Regions from separate parts of the Sus scrofa genome. Here region 1 is linked to region 2. A link is a contact called in public promoter capture Hi-C data. All regions are on one chromosome and are shown on one strand. The core of a region is the stretch at or near the end of the contact, and the rest is flanking DNA. Distances in the headings are between cores, read along the strand shown.

Evidence for each region. Promoter capture Hi-C pulls out the DNA fragments that hold promoters and counts their contacts.
Region 1: a contact with region 2 is called in a promoter capture Hi-C map of fetal liver, with 3 times the contacts expected there. The contact joins the promoter of GPSM2 here to the promoter of TMEM167B in region 2. A contact is called at or near these places in 1 of 5 promoter capture datasets (fetal liver) and 1 of 2 datasets of contacts at active chromatin or transcription factors (skeletal muscle).

Annotation. Positions count from the first base shown.
Region 1 is chr4:111,162,421-111,169,991 of Sscrofa11.1, forward strand. It overlaps GPSM2 (G-protein-signaling modulator 2), which reads right to left and starts at 3,482. Exons shown (of 15, transcript XM_021090096.1): 1 at 3,194-3,482.
Region 2 is chr4:110,965,860-110,973,542 of Sscrofa11.1, forward strand. It overlaps TMEM167B (protein kish-B), which reads right to left and starts at 5,650. Exons shown (of 3, transcript XM_001926138.5): 1 at 5,517-5,650; 2 at 3,358-3,489; 3 at 32-2,561. The coding sequence starts at 5,526. The coding sequence ends at 2,479.

The sequences.
Region 1 (7,571 bases), core at 2,232-4,731, 190 kb after region 2:
CACAGTGGGAACTCCAATAAATTGGTTCTCTTAACCGAAGAACTTTGAAATGGCAAAACTGGTTTCAAGTACATTTTTAAGGAGAAATAAATCTCAAATGCAAAAGGGTTACAAATGCTTAAAAAGAATCCCTAGAGTTTGAATTCAGAATTCTTCATAAGAAAATATAACTTTTGGAGTTCCCGTCGTGGCGCAGTGGTTAACGAATCCGACTAGGAACCATGAGGTTGCGGGTTCGGTCCCTGCCCTTGCTCAGTGGGTTAACGATCTGGTGTTGCCGTGAGCTGTGGTGTAGGTTGCAGACGCGGCTTGGATCCAGCGTTGCTGTGGCTCTGGCGTAGGCTGGCAGCTACAGCTCCGATTCGACCCCTAGCCTGGGAACCTCCACATGTCGCGGGAGCGGCCCAAGAAATAGCAACAACAACAACAACAACAGCAAAAAGACAAAAGACAAAAAAAGAAAATATAACTTTTCTCCTTCTGAAAGTTATCATCATTCCATGGAGAAATGTTTCTGTTCAATTCAATAATGTTATGAGATGATACAGGCAGAGTAATTCTAAGTAAAAAGGACGAGGGAAAGCTTTTTGGAAGCAAGGAAATCTGTAGAGCATCTCGAAGAATGGGTAAACCTTATTAGGCAAATTGAGAAAAGGCATTCCAGCCGTGGGAAATGGCTCAAGCACAAACAAGGAGGTGAGAATGCAGAGAATGAGCACTGGGTTAGGAGAAGCCAAAGAGAAGTCAAAGAAGGTACTAAATTGTGAGGGACTCTGAATATGTATGTGGCTGAGGAATACTTGGCCTTCACTTTACACGATAAGGAACCTTGTAATTTTTTCAACAGAGAAATAGAAAAGTTGGATCTGTGTTAGGAAGATAAACTGACAGCAACATATAGAGCAGGGCAGAAAAAAGTTACTGCAAAAACCCCAGAAACCACTTTGGAAAAGGAGCTCTTCTCTCCTCATCCCATAACACCAAGCAAATTGCTTTGCACATAATCGACATCCAACAAACTATTTTGATTTCTTGCCTAGGAAGAACTATGAAGCAGCAAAGAATCCTATGATAGCCAGAAAACCAGACTTTTCATAATTTCTGTTCCGCGGTAAACAGTGTATTCATATTCACACAAATAACTCAGCCAAGTCTTACTCTTAATTTTGTACTGTTTTTGATGATTAAAGGATATTATAATGTTACATGATTTATAAGATACTGAAAGGAAGTTAGCTAGGCTAAAAGAAGAGCTAAACTGTTTCTCCATAGTTTACAGCAAAGCATAGCACAATAGGCATCTTAAAAGTAGAATTATGGAGTTCTTGCTGTGGCACAGTGGGTTCAGGATCTAGCATTGCTGCAGCTATGGTTTAGGTCGAAGCTGTGGCTCGAATTCGATCTCAGGCCCCAGAACTTTCATGTGCCACAGGTGCAGGGGCGGGGGGGGGGGGGGGTAGGATTATGTCTCTACAAATGGAATCCAGAGACCTGGAGGAGATTTAAGCAAACACAGAAGCAACAAAGCATGTGCTTTAGGACCAGGAGGTGGTCTGAATCTCAGCACAATGACTTATTAGTTATACGATCTTGAGCTATTTAAACTCTCAGTGTTGATTTGGGCATAATGATACTTATTCAACATCTGTCATGATGATTAGAGATCTGATTTATAAAAAGCACCTCAACGCCTGGCTCTGGTACTTAACAAAAGTATTCAATGTAGTAGTAATAATAATCATTGCCATTGTTATTAGAAAAAGTAACATGTCTCTTAGAATAGATTTAGAATACTAGTCTCTATGTCAGGTGTTCAGTTTTAAAATTCCACAGAACTAGTTACAAAATCTCTGTCTTTTAGGTAAATCTAAGAACAAGGCCATTTTAACAACTACAATACCCTATCTTTGTTTTAATTAGTCTAGTAGCAAGTTTAAGATTTCTATCAAAATATAATATTTTTAACACTGCATGCCTGATTTCATGAAAATCAATATAACTAAACTACTTATCTAGCCAAAGAGGATCTGAAAGGAATGCCTCTACAACAGTAACACCCAACTTTTTACTTTGTATCTGCTCAACTCCCTATATTATAAATAATGGCCTGAAAAAGAGCTTGCCAGGAGGAAGGTAGGTATGAGACCGTCCCTTCCTCTCCAAAGCACCCACTCTCCGCGCGGGCGCGCGCACACACACACACGCCAACCCACAGCAATCTTCGCTTTTTTAACGTTGCTCACTGACTTTCAAACAATCAACCAAAGCTGCTTCTTGAATAATGACAAGCCAAGCAAAAGCGATATTTATCAGAGGTAATCACATTGGTGGTTATCAGGCCGGAAATCTTCCGCGCACCCTTCTAAAGTGGCAGCTTGAAAATTCAGCGTCTCCCACACACGCCACCCGAGACACCAATACTAGCCGACTGAAAGCCAAGAATCCACTCCGTTTAATTCCACGGGAGGGTTAAATTATGCATTAAGGCAAAATTTCCATCTCTACTCGTTTTAAGAGTTCAAATAACACCAGTTAAAATAAGCCAACTGGTTACCATATAAATACAACGAAATTATAGCTTTTCCACTTTCCACTACTCGAAGATATTCCACAGATTTTTAGGAAAGGGTTTTCTTAATATTCTACCCTTACTAAAACTTTTTGCAGCAACCACGAATTTCTCTGGTAAATCAACAGGTTGGTGCCCCCAAATTCACGAATTTCAATATGGTAAACGCAGGTGTCTGACAAAGACTGTCCTCCTTAGACGGCAAACTCACGACTACAAGCGAACGCGATCTGCCTCGGATTTAATTCCACAGGGTTTCAGATTTTTAATCTGGTTGTTATTTACACGCAGGACATGTGAGAAGTTGTTGTAACCTATTACACTTTTACTTAAAAAACAAAAAACTGGAGAACGAAGCTCTTAAGAATTCTCCCATTGTTAATTCCCCAACCTGAAAGCAACTGAGGCTCGAAGGGCAGCGGGGTGCTCCTGACCCGAGTTTCTAGTTTCTCGACGCCGGTCCCCGAGACCACCCCGGCCCACTCCCCAACCTCGAACAAAGGAGGTCGCCCCTCACACTCTCTCTCTCACACTCACACTCACTCTCACACACACACACACACACACACGCCCCTGCTTGTCTCCTCCTCCGCCGGGAGCCCACAAACACCCCTCCGAACTCACCTCCCTGGGGCGGGAGAGCCTGCGGAGCACCGCCGACAGGGCGAAGCTGCAGCAGCGGCCGCCTCGGCGACGGGCGGGTGGCCGAGGCCCCTCCCCACGGCGAGTTCCCTCCCCTCGGCGAGTCCTCAGGCAGAGGCCCCGCAGGCCAGCGCCCCCACCGCCGCAGGTCACGTGGGCCAGAACTCCGGGGCTCTCCTCTCCTAGTCAGCCGCCACGCAGGGGTCCCGCAGCGCCGCCAGCCCGCTCCCCCTGCCCTCCTCTGCGCTTGCGCCCCAGCTCCCAGGCGCTCCCATTCAAACAGACAACGCCCCGCGTCTTTCGGACCCACCAATGGCCGGAGCGGGAGGCGGGGCGGGGGCGGGGCCATCTGCGCACCGCCTCCCGGGTCCAGGCGGGCGGGGGACGCGAGTGGGATTAAGCGAACCTCGGGGCGCCTGGTCCTCCACTGCCCCCGGGCTCTGTCCTCAACCACCGAACTAAAGTCGCTTTCTTTCCCTCCTGTTTCTTTTCCAGACACTGAGGGTGGGGCAATAAATATCGTCCAGAAAAAGTCCGTCGGACTGTCCCAGACCCTTTTAAAAGGTGGGAATCCCAAACAAGTGCCTCTTGCCCTGACGGCTTGGTCCCTGCCAGGAGAATGAGTCTCCCAAGGGCACTTGCGGGGATGTTTAAGAAAAAGAGGGCTCTGTGAAAGGAACAGAGGGACCCGTGTGAAAGTCTGAACAAGGCAGCCTCAGTTCTTGAGGTTAGGTCACAATTCTGGCGTCCCCAGCTGTTAAAAAAGCAAACTTGTGTTGACTGCGGAATCACTGATTCCCAGGAAAATTGGGTGGTAGCTTTGCTTACTTTCAAGCAGCTGTGTTCCAAATACACTGGGACGAATAATTTTTATTTCCATTCACTTCCTCTCTATATCAAGTCCCCCCTCCCCCGAAAAACAGGTCTGTTTGTTCTTCACAAAAATATTAAGGCTGCAGTCTTTCTCCACTAAATAACCTGACGAATTTTATCAGATTATTTCTCAAATAGATATTTCTCCACTGAAATGAAATGTTTCTACAGGTTGAAGGATATGTTAAAGAAAACCCCAGTTTCAGTATCTCTCTGAGTGATACTGAAACCAGTGATCCAAGTAGCATTTCTCTTACTGGGAAAGCGTTATGTTTGGCAAACTGGTTAAAATAAGAGCTTTGGCATCAGACTAGACCTAGGTTTGAGTTCCACCTCTGCCACTTACTGGCCGATTGACCTTGAACAAGTTACTTATTTTTTTTTAGCCCTAGTTTCCTCAACTATAAAACACAACTGTAAATCTTTTAATAAGATGGTGGTTGTGATGCTTCAGTGAGGCAAGTTTTGTTAAGTAGTTAACATCGTGCTCAACTGCTTAGTAAATGTTTCTTATTATCATTATTATCAACAACTACCTTTACTATCAGGTGCTTGTAAACAACAGCTGAATTAGCTCACTGTATTATTTCAGAGGTAGGTATTATAATCCCTACTTAGTCATAAATTCTTTTTTGGGTGTTGATAGAAAAGCCACAAAGAGAGTACAATATATCAAATTCATCCTCTCTGAATGAATAATTATTTCCCCTTTACAAATCTTCACTTACACATGTGACTTTCTATCACTCATATTAGTTATCTTCATCTTGCTCAAATTGAATTATCTTTTATTTATATATATATTTTTGGCTGCCCCATGGCATATGGAGCTCCCCAAGCCAAGGATCAGATCCGAGCCGCAGCTGCGATCTAAGCCACAGCTGTGGCAATGGCAGATCCTTAACCCACTGTGTTGGGCCAGGGATCGAAACCGTGTCCCAGCGCTCCCAAGATACTGCCAATCCTGCTGCACCACAGCAGGAGCTCATGAATTAGCTTTTAAATTATCTTTTAAAAGGTATAAATCAGAATATGTCATTCTCCTACTTGAAAACCTTATTGACTTCTCATTTGATTTAAAGTAAAATCTAAATTCCCCCTACTGTGGCCCACTAAGCCCTAAACCACCTTGCCCTTCCTGTATTTTTCCCTCCAAATACACTGACATTCTGCAGACCTTAGAACTAAGCCTCAGGGTTCTCTCAGGGCCTTCTCCCTGGCTGTTCCTTCTGCAAGATTTTCCCCCCAGGCTCTTTAGATGGCTGGCTTCTTTTCACCTTTCAGCTTATTCATCACAGTATTCAGCAAGAATTTCTTCAGTTTTAGCTCTGTCAGGAACTGTTCTAGGTGCTGGGAATGTAGTAATGAACAAGACAGAACACAGCCCACCCGCCTGGAATTCAATTAAAATAAATAACAAGAAATATGCCAAGCTGTGATGGGTACCGGGCAGAGAATTCAGCGTAGGATGATGTGAGAGGAAGTGACCGAAGGACTGCTTTACACTGAGGGTCAGTGTAAGAGAGGCCAGCCTGAAAGGATGGTATTCAAACTGAGATTTTTAATTTCCAGAAGGAGCCAACTTTCCAGCAAAAGCTCAGGGAGGAACGCATTTGGCAAAGGGAATAGTGAGTGCAAGGACTAAAGCTAAAGCCTGTGGGACAAGCTTCGTGGGTTTGAGAACCCGGAAAGAGGCCACTACAGCTTAAGTGCACTGAAGGAGAGAGGAGCACACGGTTCGTGTGGGTCTTTGTAAACAGGGTAATGTGTTTGGACTTTATGGTCCAAATGTTATGGAAGCCAGTGGGAGATTTTGAACATGGGAATAATTTCATCTGTTTATATTTTTAAAAGAACACGACGAAACAAAGCCAGAATTTGAGACATTCTACAAGACGGCTAGTCTGGACTCTTCAGAGACATCATTGTCATGAAAAACATCCAAAAATGTACAGAATCTTAATGAACTTCTAAATCAGAGAGAGAGGAGAAAAGAAGAAGAGGAGGAAGAAGAAGGAGGAGAGAAGAAGGGGAAGAAGAAGGGAAGAAGGGGAAGGGAAGGGGAGGGGGAGGAGGGGGGAGGGGAGGGGGGGAGGAAGAGGATGAAGGGGAGAAGGAGACTATAAATGACATTTAAGAAACAACCGTCATGGTGCAGTGGTTCATGAATCCGACTAGGAACCATGAGGTGGTTGGTTTGATCCCTGGCCTTGCTCAGTGGGTTAAGGATCCAGTGTTGCTGTGAGCTGTGGTGTAGGTCACAGACACGGCTCAGATCTGGCATTGCTGTGGCTCTGGTGTAGGCCGGAGGCTAGAGCTCCGATTAGACCCCCAGCCTGGGAACCTCCATATGCTGCAGGAGTGGCTCTAGAAAAGGCAAAAAGAAAAAAAAAAAAGAAAGAAAGAAAGAAACAATTGGGGAAGTCCTGCTATGGTGCAGTGGATTAAGGCTCCAGCATGGCCACTGCTGTGGCGTAGGTCGAAGCTGCAGCTCAAATTTATCCCAGGCCTGGGAACTTCCATATGCCTTGGGTGCAGCCGAAAAAGAAAGAAACAGTTGGGGAAATTTGAATATAGACTGCATATTAGATGATATTAAGGAATTACTGTTCATTTTATTAGGTATGCCATGGAGTTATCTTCATATAGATTTTCTTTTATTTTTAGAAGATGCAAGCTGAAATATCTAAGCGTAAAGAGCCATGAGTTCTGAAACTTATATTCAAGTGGCTCAGCAAAATGCAGAAAAAGAGAGAAATACAAAAAAGATTAACAAATAGATCTAGGTGAGGATATATGGGGAGACATATATTCTTATACTGCACTGTTCATGTGCTATTATTTTACCTTTTCTGGAAATCTGGAATTTTTCAGATTAAAAAGTAGAGGATAAAATCACTCTGTAGAGTTCCACTTCTGACAGTAATGAAATAGATACTTTGTCCAACTCTTACACGGAGAATAACTGAAAATGCTTCCGAATATTAAAACAACAGAAACTTTATCAATGACCCAGCATGAAAGTAAGGATCACTCAGAAGCTAAGAACTAGTAAAAGAGGTAAGGAGAACACCGAAGTCAAGTTTGTCTTTGCCAAACCAGGTGAACTTGAATTTTGGTTGTCATGGTCTCATGAGGCCTGGTAAGAAAAGACAAAGGTCAGATTCCTGTCAAGATGACGACTCTCATAAGACTCCACACATAAAATCAGGATTTCCCCCTTGAGGGCTCTTCAGCCTCTTTCTAGAAGACTACAAAAGAACATTGCCTATAATCAGCTTTAACAAAGGATGGAGGGGGAAATACGTCCTCTCTGATTTTTTTTTTTTTTAACCAAAGTCAATAATCTATTCTACTTGCGTTGTCCAGAAAACAAACAGAAAATTTACTAAGTGGTTTCAGCAAGTGGTGCTGGGAAAACTGGACAGCCACATGTAAGTCAATGAAACTGGAACACACTGTCACACCATGCACAAAAATAAACTCA
Region 2 (7,683 bases), core at 4,400-6,899:
AAATCAGCATGTATTTGACAAATGGACAAAATGGTAGGGAAAGAAATTTTATTTTCAAGGATTTGTGCAGACAATGGTGAATAAAAAATTTTATTTCAACTATAAAAAGCTGATTTCATTCCACCCCAGCATACTGGGTTTATGGTGATGCCAGTTTGAATCTGAGGCAAAACTGCTAACCCCGTTCTTCTACCCCTAAATGGACTCCTTTAGAGAAACAACTTCCTACAATTTTCAGTCAAAAATAGATGACACACCAACCAAAGTGACAAATTAAGCAAGTTTCTGCTTATCTGCTTACATAAAGTCAAGACATGAAATAAACTGTGTGTTTGTTATTTGCTTTAAATTACCTTCACGCTGTGTACTTTTTGGTACATTCTGGTATGAAGACATCTCAAACATAATAGTTCAAGAGTTTAGGTCAAGATGACCCATCCAGGAGGCTGTAAAAACTGGTTTGAACAACTAGAGCTGTGAAATGGAACTAGTTTAAAATATGAAGCGGCTCTAAGCACCAAGCTTAGAGATGTTAGCCCTATTAGAAAACAAAAGTCATTAAAGCTACAAAATAACAAGTGCAAAACATGCTGAACCTGTATTTCCAGGGAGTGACATTCCCATTGACCAGCAGGTTCCAAACTCACACCCACAAGGTGTAACTCTTCTTTCCGTTCCACTAGCTTTCCTTTGTCTTGTGTGAAAGACCCTCAGAAGCAACAATGGAAAATACATGAATCATTGAAATTTACCCTGTGGATCAATTGCTGAAGACAACAGCCACAACTCCGAGATGATTAGAAATGTAGTGTTTACTTGATGACTTTCTATACTTCTAGGAACCCTTAAAAGCACCAAACTCATATTTCAGAACCTGAACTTCCTAGCAGTTTTTGTTCTTTTTGGAATGAGACAAAAGACAGTTTACTGCCACAGTCAACTTGTCCAGTCAACTTGTCCACAGTCAAGTTTTACTGTAATGAACAATTCAACTGATAGACGTATGTCTATGCTTGCTCTTTACAATAATTTAATTTTAGATCAACTCTCTTTTTTAATAGAGAAGATCTAGGTTTCATAAATGCAACAGCTGACCTTTTGCAGGCATAAAGATGAGGGAATGGAGACGTTTTCCCTTCAAATGCAGTCACCTAAAATGATTTGCTCAGGAGTTGCCATACCCCATGGAAAAGCCCGTCAATCTCAACTGCAAACTTCTGTTTTCTTTTACTTCAGGAAACACCCCCATTTTATTCACAGATTCTGTGAACTGTCCAAACATGTCTATGAATGTCAACAACTTCTCTCACTTATTCAAATTTCTCATGTTCTTCTAATTTCCAAGAGATAGCTAAAGAGTATTGCAATACGAAGAAAATTAAAGAGTGGGTTAAGAAACATGAGTAAAAAATAAAATAAAAAAAAATAAAAAGAAACACGAGTAATCAACTAAAAATTGTCATGATAACTCAGATTTAAACAAAGACTAAGTCTGTATCTTGGATAACATGACGGAACTTCCACCTAACATCACAATAAATTCCAGATGACTTTACTAGTATATGAACTAATATACTAGATTTATTTATTTCTTCTACCCCACTGCAAATATATTAAACAATTATTTCTTCAATAGTTTCTCTTTCCCCTAGTGGTGGCATTTAAAACTGAGTGACAATATGGAGCACTCAGTAATATTAAAAGCTTTCGGAAATTAGCCACAGTTTCCATTTAGCATGTGCTGGGGGTAAAGTTTCCTTTTGAGAAAATTGGCGAATAGAACATTGTTTCCTTCTCACTACTCCTTTCCCCTCTCATCACAGACAGGTCATTTCCAAGTCATAGGCAGGCCCAGATTCTCCGTGTAAAACTCAGAGTTGTGTCATCTGTTCTTTTGTGCAGTGAGGATCATGCCCTCTCCCTCATGTTCCCAGGTGCGTATATGAAAGGTAAATTTCCAAAGCCAAATTTTTTGTTTTGTATAACTCCTTTTTCCCACCCAGTCCCCCCACCCCCTGCAATTTGTCAAATCCAAATCAAACAGGAAAAAAAAAAAAGTCAAGTCTTGAAAATTATCCCTCCTTCCAAGAGGTTTGAGCACAGGTCTTCCTTAATGAGCCTCAGTTTGAAAAGATCCCGATGAGGGGCTGAAGAATAAAATCGGTGACAGGTTTTTAAGCAGGAGGTATGTAATCATATCACTGATGGATGTAATTTGTCTGGACATTATATACTCTCTGCTGAGGACTGATTTACACACAGGTCAAAGGAAGGTGGCTTCCTGGAGTCCCCTGAAGCATAAATAATGTTTGTAACCACGAGGAGTTTTCCCACCATACGGTAGGGGCAGATGCGGTGGTCTCATCCTGGGGGCTTGGATGATTTTAGCTGAACTCTCCTACACTGGGCCCAGGCCCCCAACATCTTCTTCACCCTTGTCCCCTTGGTTGGCGGCTGATGAAATGGATGCTTTGGAATTCATTTTATAAACAGGACGTAGAAGGCCATTACCACGCAGGCAATTGCCACAGCAGCATGTAGCCTGGTTCCAATCACAGCGGCTAGCAGGAAAAAATAAAAAGAGAAAGAAAAATCACACCTTGCCTTTCATATAAGTCCTCATTTTCAAGGTGATATTCTGAAATCTCTAGGCACAGATGAAGAGACCTAGCAAGGGTCTCAAGACCCCACCCAGGGATGAAATTAAATACGACCCTTAAGCCCTGAGTTCTAGGAGAATATACTGTTTGTTTACATTTTGCCCTATTTTGAAAAAAGATTTAGGTAAGTAGGATTCCAGATAAAGGTGCCCAAATAAGAAGTAAAAAAACATCCGAATGAATAAAATCAAAAAAAATTTTTTTGTCGTTTCTAGGGCCGCACCTGTGGCATATGGAGGTTCCCAGGCTAGGGGTCGAATCAGAGCTGCAGGTGCCGGCCTACGCCGCAGCCACTCGAGATCCGAGCCATGACTGCGACCTACGCCACAGCTCAAGGCAACGCTGGATCCTTAACCCACTGAGCGAGGCCAGGGATCAAACCTGCAACCTCATGGTTCCTAGTTGGATTCGTTAACCACTGAACCACAATGGGAACTCCTGAAATCAAAACTTAAAAGAGGCTCCAGTTCATTCTTTCTAGAAATTCAGAAAAATGTTTCATCAGGAAAATATTCCTAACAATGCCAGTTCAGTCTAAGCTTGTTTAATATACATACTTTTCTCCATAGAGATTACCAGATTATCTTGGGGCTTAAATAATTATGTCAAAGTGAAACCAAATAACGATCCCGCCCATCCCACCCCCACTGTGTAGCGCCTCACTGTCCTCTCCTCCCCCTGACAGATATGATCTCACCTTTGTAAAACACACCCCAAACTCCCTTCTTCTCTGAGAGCAGCCAGGTTTTGAGGCGAGGTACCTTCTTGAAGTAGGCACAGGTACAAACAAAGAGCAAGCCGAACACCAGAATTCCATCCAGCGAGTACACTGTTAGAGAAAGAGGAGAAGACCTTTGGTGCTAATCTAGCTGGGGAGAGGGGAGCCCACAGAACAGAGTGCGACAGAATATCAAGATGATAACCTCGACTGCAGCGCCAGCCGGTGACATGAGGGAGCCATGGTCCTGGGACTCACAAGGTTACTTTATTGTTCCTCAAAATCACTTGTAGATATTTCCCCAACAAAAATCTCACTGCTCCCTTCCCTCCACTTTCAAGAACTATAAATTCTGAGAAGGGTGCTTTGCTTTATGTGGAATCAGCCTACTGGGAATGCTGACTGGCAATAGGTTGAGAGAGGCATAAGAACCCTTGGTGCCTGAATGGAGAGAATTAAACATGTTCTTATTATAAAGAACTCATGTGATAAAGGAAAGCTAGATATTTAGCCACATCTCTCAGGTCAGCATCCGCTGGTGAACAACACACAAGGCAAATGTAAAGCTTAATGGAGACTGCAAGAGTTCAAATCCATATGACTAAAATTTTCCAATGCTTATCTTACACTTCACATGTAAATTTTCCAATGCTTATCTTACACTTCACATGTACTCTACTTACAAACCAAATTTCTACCAGAATAACATTCTTGAAAAAAAAAAAAGTATCTGAGGCTTGGACATAGTGGGACGACGATTGTGGGGGAAAAAACCTTTGAACAATTAGTTCTATTTCTTACATATGTAAACCAAAACAGATCCTTTAACCTGCTGCAGCAGGCTGGGGATTGAACCTGCACCTACACAGTGACCTGAGCTGCTGCAATCGGGTTCTTAACCCATGCACCACAGTGGGAACTCCCCAAGCTGTTTCTTATTAACACAATGAATCACCTAAGTGCAAAAAAATAAATAAATAAATAAAGGGTGATGGGTCATGAACATTTATTCAATAATTACTGTGTTCCAACTGCTCTCTTATTTCTCAGTTTAGATGATTTCTTCCTCTGGGTGATATCCCTTCCTGTACTGTGCCTAATAACCTCGGACCTCTGACTGCTCCTGAAGCTCCAAAAGGATATTTTACAAAACCAGCATCTGCCAGTTCTGGGCCACCAGTGTACCGCCCTCTCTCCTTCCAGTAAAACTACCCCACAGCCAAATTAAAACAAGCGTCCAGTAAATTAAAACATACACTAAGTTTTTATGCTGAACAATATTTTACTTGCTAGTCTTTTTCTACCATAAATTCTGACAGGTAAAGCCAAAAGCCACAAGGACGGGAAATGTGAACCCTCAGTACCAGGTTTATGGAGAAGTACTTTTGAGAGATGCTCTCCTATGCGCCTCAAATTATACTGCCTAAGAAGCCTTCTCATCTTTCTTGTTAAGGTTGATGCTAAAGACTGCAAAGGCTTTGTTTCTTGCCCTTCCCTGGAATTCGGTAATCATGTCCATAAAGTGTTTGAAGACACCTGAAAAATTAGGTCAGACAAACAGGGTAGCAACTGCCACATCATTTAGAAGAGGCAGTGTCTAAATGCAAACCCTGCAACACTAACCATGGTCTCCAGATGGGATCGTCCAGGCAGGACTTTAGAATCAAATAAGAGAAAACTTTAAAGCATTTTTGCAAAACAAGTAGAACTTTTTTTTGAGTCTACATTCACTGCCCCCCCAAATGTGGAGCCAAAAATCCTCTGATTTTTTTGTCCTCCCTAGGAGCTTACTATCCAAAAGTATGAGAACGCAGAGGGCTGTGAGAAGGATCTGTTTTTCACTGGTGCTAAAGCGACATTAAGGGCCAGAACGAACTTCTAGAAAGGGGACAAGGGAAAGCACAGGGTAGGGGCCAAGGACTCGGGGAGGGGGCACATGAAGCACTGAGGGTTCCAGATGGGCACAGGGCGGAGGAACCCGCAGAGGGGTTGAGGGAACAGGAGTTACGGCCCCAAGAGAACAAGGGGGGACTGGGCTGGGAGGGGGCGGGGAGAGCGGCCACGTCAGTCCCGGCTCCGCCCGCCACGTTTCCTCTCGCTCTGCTCTCTCCTCCGCCGCTCTGGGCATTGGTTCTCACCGTTCGTCATGGCGGCTGGGCCGGGGCCTGGGTATGGCGTCCCGGGATCGGCGGTGGTAGCGGCGAAGGCGGGGGAACCCCAGCTCCCGCTTGACACTTCCCGATCAGGGCCGCAGCGATCAGGGCAGGAGTCAGAGTACGCAGGCGCAAGGGCAGAGAGGGGAGCGCCGAACGCAATCAGGGGTGGATAGTCGATTGCCGAGCTAGGGAACCTGCGTGGGAGGAATTGCGCTAATATGTGTGGTTTAGAAAAACGCTATCCCGCAGGGTTCCTCCGTGGCCATGGTAACCAAGTCTCTTCTGAGCGCCCCTGAAGAGTTAGTGTTGGGGCGTAACCTGTCCTGCTAGCGTCGTGGTTGAAAAAGGTAAAGGCTTCAGTTTTGCCCTTTATTTTGCGCTTTGGTAGCTGCAGTGTCTGCGTGTGTGCGTTTGGTGTGTCTGTAAGCGGCTGCCCGCCTGCAACGGAGAGGTGCCGCCTGCAACGGAGAGGTCTCCGTCTCAAGCTTCCATTTAAAAGAAGCCGCGCTTGCTGCGTCTCTCCTTACTCCTTAAACAAATCTGGAGAGTGAGGTTGCGTTTGGACTTTCAGTTAGGAACCTTATAACGCTAAAACTCTACATTGTTGGGAAACGTTTAGATAATTGCCTGTTTGCATCAATTTTTCTTTAAACTATCAGGATAGTCTCAATTATCTCTTGTATTTAGTTATGCAGGGGTCACCTCAACTTCTTTAACCGGGAAATGGAGATATTGGGACAGCTCTTCTCACAGCATTTTAACAACCTGACCAAATACACCGTCAGTTTAATGTTAGCGCGGGGTTGAGGAGACGAAGCCACAGGTCCCATTTTGAACAGCGAAATCCTTAATTACACACAACGCGACCTGCCTTTATTAGAGTCGGGGCGAAAGTGCGACTGAGTTGTTGGGAGCTGAAGGTTAGTTAAGGTTAGTAATCCGCAGATGTCTACATCCTAAAGGGATTCTTTGTCCTTCCTCCTGCAGAGCCACCTGCTGGCTGCGGCCTGCTTGGTTTTGAGGAAGAAAAGCTATCAAAGCCTCCTAGGAGTTGGAGTGGAAAAGCAAGCCAAAAAGTCTGATTAGGACAGACTCCTTATGAAAATACACATAAATGCAAATGAACTTATTTACAAAACAGAAATAGACCCACGGGCATAGAAAACATGGTTACCAAAGGGGAAAGAGAGGGAGGGATAAATTAGAATTTATAATTTGTAAATTATCTTTTAATCAGTTAACTCTTTTTCAAAATATCATTCCTCTTGCCCCCTTTTCCGTTCTACATCCATCACCTTTGTGATTTTGCCATTTCAGTCACTGTTTTTTCTTTTTTTTTTTTTTTCTGGCCACACCTGCCTTGTCCTCCAAGGGTATGGAAGATCCCAGGCTAGAAGTTTTTAAGCATCAATTAAATCCTCACAGCAGTGAGAACGTGCATTTGTATAACATTTTGACATTTTCAAAGCAAACACACCTTGTCATCGTACCTGAAGTAATCGTCACAACTGCCTCATCACCTCTATTTTAGAGATAATCTAAGGTTTAGAGTAAGGACTATCCAGTATCGACAGTCTTCTGGTCTTCTGAACTCAGAACTAGAAAATTTTAGTCCACACCATGACTGCTATTTACTTTAACACAACCGCTGCCTGCTGAGTATATGTCTAACTCCTTGCCTGCTATACAAGGCCTTCCAGCAGCATTTTCTATTGTTCCTATATGTGGACTTCAAGCTTCAGCTCTGAAAAGACTGTTCTGCGTTCCTCAAATGTACTCTCTGCTCTCACATTTTGGCTCATGCCATCTACTCTTTTGGAGATAACTTTTATCTCCTCGTTTTTACTAGACGGAAGCCATTCCAGTTTTCTTTTTTCTTTCGTGCGCTGAAAGGTAAGTCTCTTCTCACCTGTCACTCTCAGAGTTTAAGAATTAAGTTTAAGGACAAAAAAAAATCACAATTGAAGAACTGGGAAGAGTGATTGTCTCCTTACTATTTCAAAGGACGGTAATGGACATAATACCTTACTGTTTCTCCTTGTGTCTGTCTTTCTTCTTCTTCCTATTCTTTCTTCTCACGCTTGTATTTATTTCCCTTCTTCCTCTCTCCACCATATTTTTTTTATTCCAGGTTCTAAGTAGTATTTTA